2 separate regions of the Bos taurus genome follow, and region 1 is linked to region 2. A link is a contact called in public Hi-C data. All regions are on one chromosome and are shown on one strand. The core of a region is the stretch at or near the end of the contact, and the rest is flanking DNA. Distances in the headings are between cores, read along the strand shown. Region 1 holds the start of TTLL5 (tubulin tyrosine ligase like 5). Region 2 has its middle 70 kb from the start of ERG28.

Region 1 (2,830 bases), core at 136-2,635, 70 kb before region 2:
ACCTAAAACGTAGGTTCCTTGATAGCAAAACCTGACATGAGCTAAAATGAAAAACACAACTTTTAAGATCCTTCCAAATATTTCTTTAGAGTATATATAAAATACGATCATGATTCCACTGAAATAAATACAAGCAAAAAATGAATATATTCTGCTGAATCAAGGTTGTAAATAGCAGCGGGGGTGGGCGGAGGGGAGAGGGGTCTGTCCTTACAAACGCTCTCAAAAATTATTCTCCCTTACTGAAAACCACAAACTATTATCCGAATATCGAATAGACATTAAAATTAGCCCATTTCTAATTATAATACTTTAATAGAGAAAAGGTACACTTCATAGTATGTTTGAGGATGGACTAGAAATAACAGATAAGAAAATGTTTGAATGACCATAATCCTATTACTCAAAGATTACCATTGAATCTTTCCAAACCTTATTTTTCTATGCATTAATATATGTTGTTGCTATGTTGCTAAGCTGCTTCAGTCGTGTCCGCTCTGACTCTGTGCGACCCCATAGACGACAGCCCACCAGGCTCCCCCATCCCTGGGATTCTCAAGGTAAGAACACTGGAGTGGGTTGCCGTTGCCTTCTCCAATGCATGAAAGTGAAAAGTGAAAGTGAAATCGCTCAGTCGTGTCCGACTCTTAGCGACCCCATGGACTGCAGCCCACCAGGCTCCTCCGTCCATGGGATTTTCCAGGCAAGAGTACTGGAGTGGGGTGCCATTGCCTTCTCCGCATTAATATATGGGATAATCTAAACAGGGGGCGAGGAAAGCCAGCTCCGACAAGGATTCCCTACACATGTTCAGCGAAATGGGCAGTATGGAACAATCTCAAGGCTTTCTACCGAGTATCCCCAACAGGATTTCTCAGTATTTCCCAAAATGTTGGGAAGTCCCTTAAATTCATACAAAAGAAACTAAACCTCCAAGCGACGAAGGGATGCCAACCTGTCCTAGGCTGCGAGCTGGGCAGTAACAGACAGGGCGATCGGAAGATTGAGGGCACTTGCCCGAGTAGTGACCTCTCCCTAAAGGGATAAGGCTCTCAGATACACCCATGGCTCAGCCCTTCCCAGGGAAGTCCTCAGATGCTCCCCACGGAAAGGACGCGGGGAGCCGCAGCCGCTGCGATTCAGCCCAGCGCGCCCGGAAGCCAACAGCTGTCCCGGACAGGGAGAGGGAAGTGCAGTGGTCGGCGCCCGCCCGGACTCGGGGCGCCCCTCTCTTCGGGGAGGAGAGCGCGGGCGCAGGCGTTTACCTGTTTCATCTTCCCATCGCTCGGGGCGGGCAGGCAGGGACAGCGCTCTGCGCCTACCTCCCTCCTCCTTCCCCAGCCGGGCTCAAGGCCGCAGCCGAAGGCGGCTTCCCCCGTTACTACAACAACCAACCAGCAACCGCCCGCTCGGACTCACTGCGCAGGCGCCTGCGCCCCGGCGCGGAGGACGCTTAGCTTCAGGCGCGTACAATTGTCGTCACCGCCGCGCCGAGCGGGCACAGGGCTCCGCTCCCCATAGAAGTCTTGACTTACTTTTCTTGCTCTTTCCCCCTCCGCCCCCAAAAGATTGACTCCGAACCTGGAGTGTTTCGCTGCGCTCAACAGGAGGGTTCACTGCAAGGGCGGCGTGCTGGGAGTGAGGTTTGCGGATCGGCAACCGCTGATTGGCAGTAAAGCGGTTCACGCCCCATCGCCTGCTCGAGCATAACCTAAACAGCCAATCAGAACGAGGGCTGATCGCAACAAACCAATGCCGGAGCCGGGCTGAGAGTGGGGGCGGGGACAAGTGGCTCAGGTAGACTCAGGTCTGGAGCTGTGCTAGGGCAGTTCCTTTGCTGCTGCTACTACTGCTGCTGTGCTGAGAGTACTGTCGCCAGGTAGGGTGAATGTTGGGCGGGGTGGGGGGGAGAGGTGGGTGTCTGTGTGGCTTCTAATGGAGAGGATCCGCACAGCCTGAAGCAGTGGAGATGGGACAGAAGAAAGATACCCGGGAGGCAACCTTGTAGGGGGAAAAGAGATTTCAGAGACCAAGAGAAGACGAAGCTGGGAAAATGAAGGAAGCTTGGTAGGTACAGAACGAGTGAATCGATGAACAAATGAGTGGCCACTCTGAGCCTGGCGCAATACTAGGAACCTTTGCTTTCTAAAGTAATTCTTATAATAACTCTTGGAATAGGTAATTTTAATCTCCATTTTGCAGGTAAGGAAATCTAAGCTGTAAAGTGTAAATTACTTCCCCACAGTCACACAGCTACTGAAAAGTGAGCCCAGGAAAGGAAACTCTCACCTGACTCTAGTAAACCACCTTACCTTTGCTGGCTTGTGCCTGGGTAAATTTTGAGAATAGACGTTGGATACTCTAACAGGCCCTCAAAAGCTTTGAGGAAGTCGTGCTGAGGGACTGGCAGAGCAGTTTGGAAGAGTGCTCAGGCTCTGCCTTCATCATCTATCTTCTGGAGTTTCTGAGAATTTCTGTGAAATGGGCATAAGTTCTGTCAAAGAGAGAGGTCATCCATACAGCTTTTCTGACTCTGAGAGCTTAAGGCTCCTGGTGAGGCACGGTGAGAAAACAATATGGTGGGGGGAGTGGAGTGTGTATGTCTTGGCCCATGCTGAAACTGCTTGTGATTCCATTAGAGCTTCATTCTCTCTGGACTTTAACAGAGTCCAGCTTTGTGATCCATTTGCACTGAGGGGTTCATCCACTGACCCTTCTATCTCTGGAACTTGCTGTGTTTTTTGGTGCATCACACTTCTGCCATTACTGACTTTAATATTTGTTTCAGCTGAGTAATGTAGGACCATTCCAAAAGGCCTACTGTCAAAGT
Region 2 (2,806 bases), core at 295-2,794:
TGCTGAGCACCGATTCAAATTCTCTTGGTTTAAATAAAAACCATGTAATAGAAATCTAATCATGGAATTGATTCTTCCCATCTTTGGTATGTGACCCATGGTTTATCTAGCATCTGGTTAATTTCTTTGGCCTGAAGTGGTGATAAATTATCAATCTTCCTTTGTCACTTTGACAGTAGGCCTTGTGTTACAGTCCCACATTACTCAGCTGAAACAAATACTAACATCAGTAATGGCTCAAAACAGTGGGACACACCAAAAAACAAATAAAGTTCCAGAGGAAGAAGGGTCAGTGGATGAAAGGCTCAGTGCAAATGGGTCACAGGAGCGGACTCTGTCAAAGTCCAGAGAGAATGAAGCTCTAATGGAATCACAAGCAGTGCCAGCATGGGCCAAGACACACACACTCTCCTCGCCTCCCCTCCTTGTTTTCTCTCCCTCCCTCAGTAGGACACTTAAGCTCTCAAGGTCAGAAAAGCTGCATGGATGGCCTCTGTCTGACAGAACTTATGCCCTTGACAGAACTTATGCCCGTTTCACAGAAGCTCTCAGAAACCCCAGAAGATAGCTGGTGAAGGCAGAGCCTGAGCACTCTTCCAAACTGCCCTGCCAGTCCCTCAGCACAGCTTTCTCAACGCTTTTGAGGGCCTCTGAGAGAATCCAACCTGTATTCCCCAATTTTGCCCTGACCCAGGCCAGGAAAGGTGTGGTGTTTAGTGAGTGGTTCCTTTCCTGGTCTCACTATTCAGTAGCTGTGTGACCATGGGCAAGTAATTCACACTTTACAGCTTAGGTTTCCTTACCTGCAAAAAGGAGATTAAAATTACCTATTCCAAGGGTTATTATAAGAATTACTTTAGAAAGTAAAACTTCCTCGCATTGTGCCAGGCTCAGAGGGGCCATTCATTCGTTCATCGATTCACTCGTTCTGTACCTACCAAGCTTTCTTCGTTTTCCCAGCTCCCTCCTCTCTTCGTCTCTGAAATCTCTTTTTCTCCCTACAAGGTTGCCTCCCGGGTATCTTCCTTCTATCCCATCTCCATTTTTCCAGGCTGTGCGGATCCTTTCCATTAGAAGCCACACAGATACCCACCTCTCCCCCCAACTCCCCGCTCCACCCCCTCCCCCCCTCGCTGCTGCTGCTAAGTCGCTTCAGTCGTGTCCGACTCTGTGCGACCCCATAGACGGCAGCCCAACAGGCTCCACCGTCCCTGGGATTCTCCAAGCAAGAATACTGGAGTGGGTTGCCATTTCCTTTTCCAATGCATGAAAGTGAAGTCGCTCAGTCGTGTCCGACTCTTAGCGACCCCATGGACTGCAGCCTACCAGGCTCCTCCATCCATGGGATTTTCCAGGCAAGAGTACTGGAGTGGGGTGCCATTGCCTTCTCCGCTTCTCCCCTCTACATACACCCTACCTGTTGAGAGTACTCTCAGCACAGCGGCAGCAGCAGCAAAGAAAACTGCCCCAGCACAGCTGCAGACCTGAGTCTACCTGAGCCCTTGTTCCCGCCCCCACTCTCAGCCTGGCTCCCAGATTGGGAGCCTATCTGTCCTCGTTCTGATTGGCTGTTTTCGTTCTGCTGGAAGCCATGGGTCTTGGACCCCTTTACTGCTAATCAGCGGTTGCAGCTGTCCAAGCCTCAACCCCAGTACTCAGCCCTTGCAGTGAACACTCCTGTTGAGTGCAGCAGAACAACTCCGTGTTCAGAGTCAATGTATTTGGGACGGAGGGGAAAAGAGCGGATAAAAGAATTCAAGACTCCTGTGAAGACCTGCCGGTGAAGGAGGAGGGACGGAGGTGGAGAGCGCTATCCCCGCCTGCTCGCCCCGAGCGATGGGAAGATGAAACAGGTAAACGCCTGCACCCGCGCCCTCCTCCCCGGGAGAGGTGCGCCCCGAGTCCCGGCGGGCGCCGGCCGCTGCACCTAACTCTCCTTGTCTTGGAACAGCTGTTGGCTTGCGGGCGCGCTGGGCTGAATCGCAGCGGCTGCGGCTCCCCGCGTCCTTTCCGTGGGGAGCATCTGAGGACCTCCCTGGGATGGGGGTGAGCCATGGGTGGGACTGAGAGCCTGATCCTCTTAGGGTGAGGACAGTCCTCGGGCGAGTGTCCTCAATCTTCCGATCGCCGTGTCTCTTCCTGCCCAGCTCGCGGCCTAGCACAGGTTGGCATCCCTTCCTCGCTTGGAGGTTTAGTTTGCTTTTTATTAATTTAAGGGACTTCCCAACATTTGGGGGAAATTCTGGGAAATCCTGTTGGGGATACTCGGAAGAAAACCTTGAGATTGTTCCATACTGCCCATTTCGCTGAACATGTGTAGGGATCCTTGTCGGAATTGCCTTTCTTCGCCCCCTATTTACGTTACCACATATGTTAATGCATAGAAAAATAAGATTTGGAAAGATCAAATGCTCATCTTTGAGTAATAGGATTATGGTCATTCAAACATTTTCTTATCTATTATTTCTAGTCCATCCTCAAACACAGTGAAATGTACCTTTTCTTTATTAAAGTATTTTAATTAGCAATAGGCTAATTTTAATGTCAGTTTGATATTTGGATCATAGTTTGTGATTTTCAACAAGGGAGAATAATTTTTGAGAGCCTTTGGAGGGAAGGTTCCCCTCTCCCCAGCTATTTATAACCTTGACTCAGCAGAATAAGACCATGGCATCTGGTCCATCACTTCATGGCAAATAGATGGGGAAACAATGGAAACAGTGAGAGACTTTATTCTGGGGGGCTCCAAAATCACTTTCGGAGAAGGCAATGGCACCCCACTCCAGTACTCTTGCCTGGAATATCC

What was found. Hi-C and Micro-C count contacts between places; a contact is called where the count stands out from the background.
Region 1: a contact with region 2 is called in a Hi-C map of 8-cell embryo, with 6 times the contacts expected there. The contact joins the promoter of TTLL5 here to the enhancer-like site in region 2. A contact is called at or near these places in 4 of 11 Hi-C or Micro-C datasets (8-cell embryo, blastocyst, liver and 1 more).

Annotation. Positions count from the first base shown.
Region 1 is chr10:86,915,701-86,918,530 of ARS-UCD2.0, reverse strand. TTLL5 (tubulin tyrosine ligase like 5) reads right to left here and starts at 1,385. Exons shown (of 34, transcript XM_059890944.1): 1 at 1,266-1,385. ERG28 (ergosterol biosynthesis 28 homolog) reads left to right here and starts at 1,828. Exons shown (of 5, transcript NM_001035423.2): 1 at 1,828-1,879.
Region 2 is chr10:86,845,514-86,848,319 of ARS-UCD2.0, reverse strand. No RefSeq gene overlaps it. Among named protein-coding and RNA genes, the nearest start is that of ERG28, 70 kb to the left of the region's middle. Within about 2 kb of position 1,544, at least 6 of the 102 cell types and tissues checked have an H3K27ac peak or open chromatin away from gene starts, as enhancers often do. A contact at or near this core is called in 8-cell embryo, where this site is marked.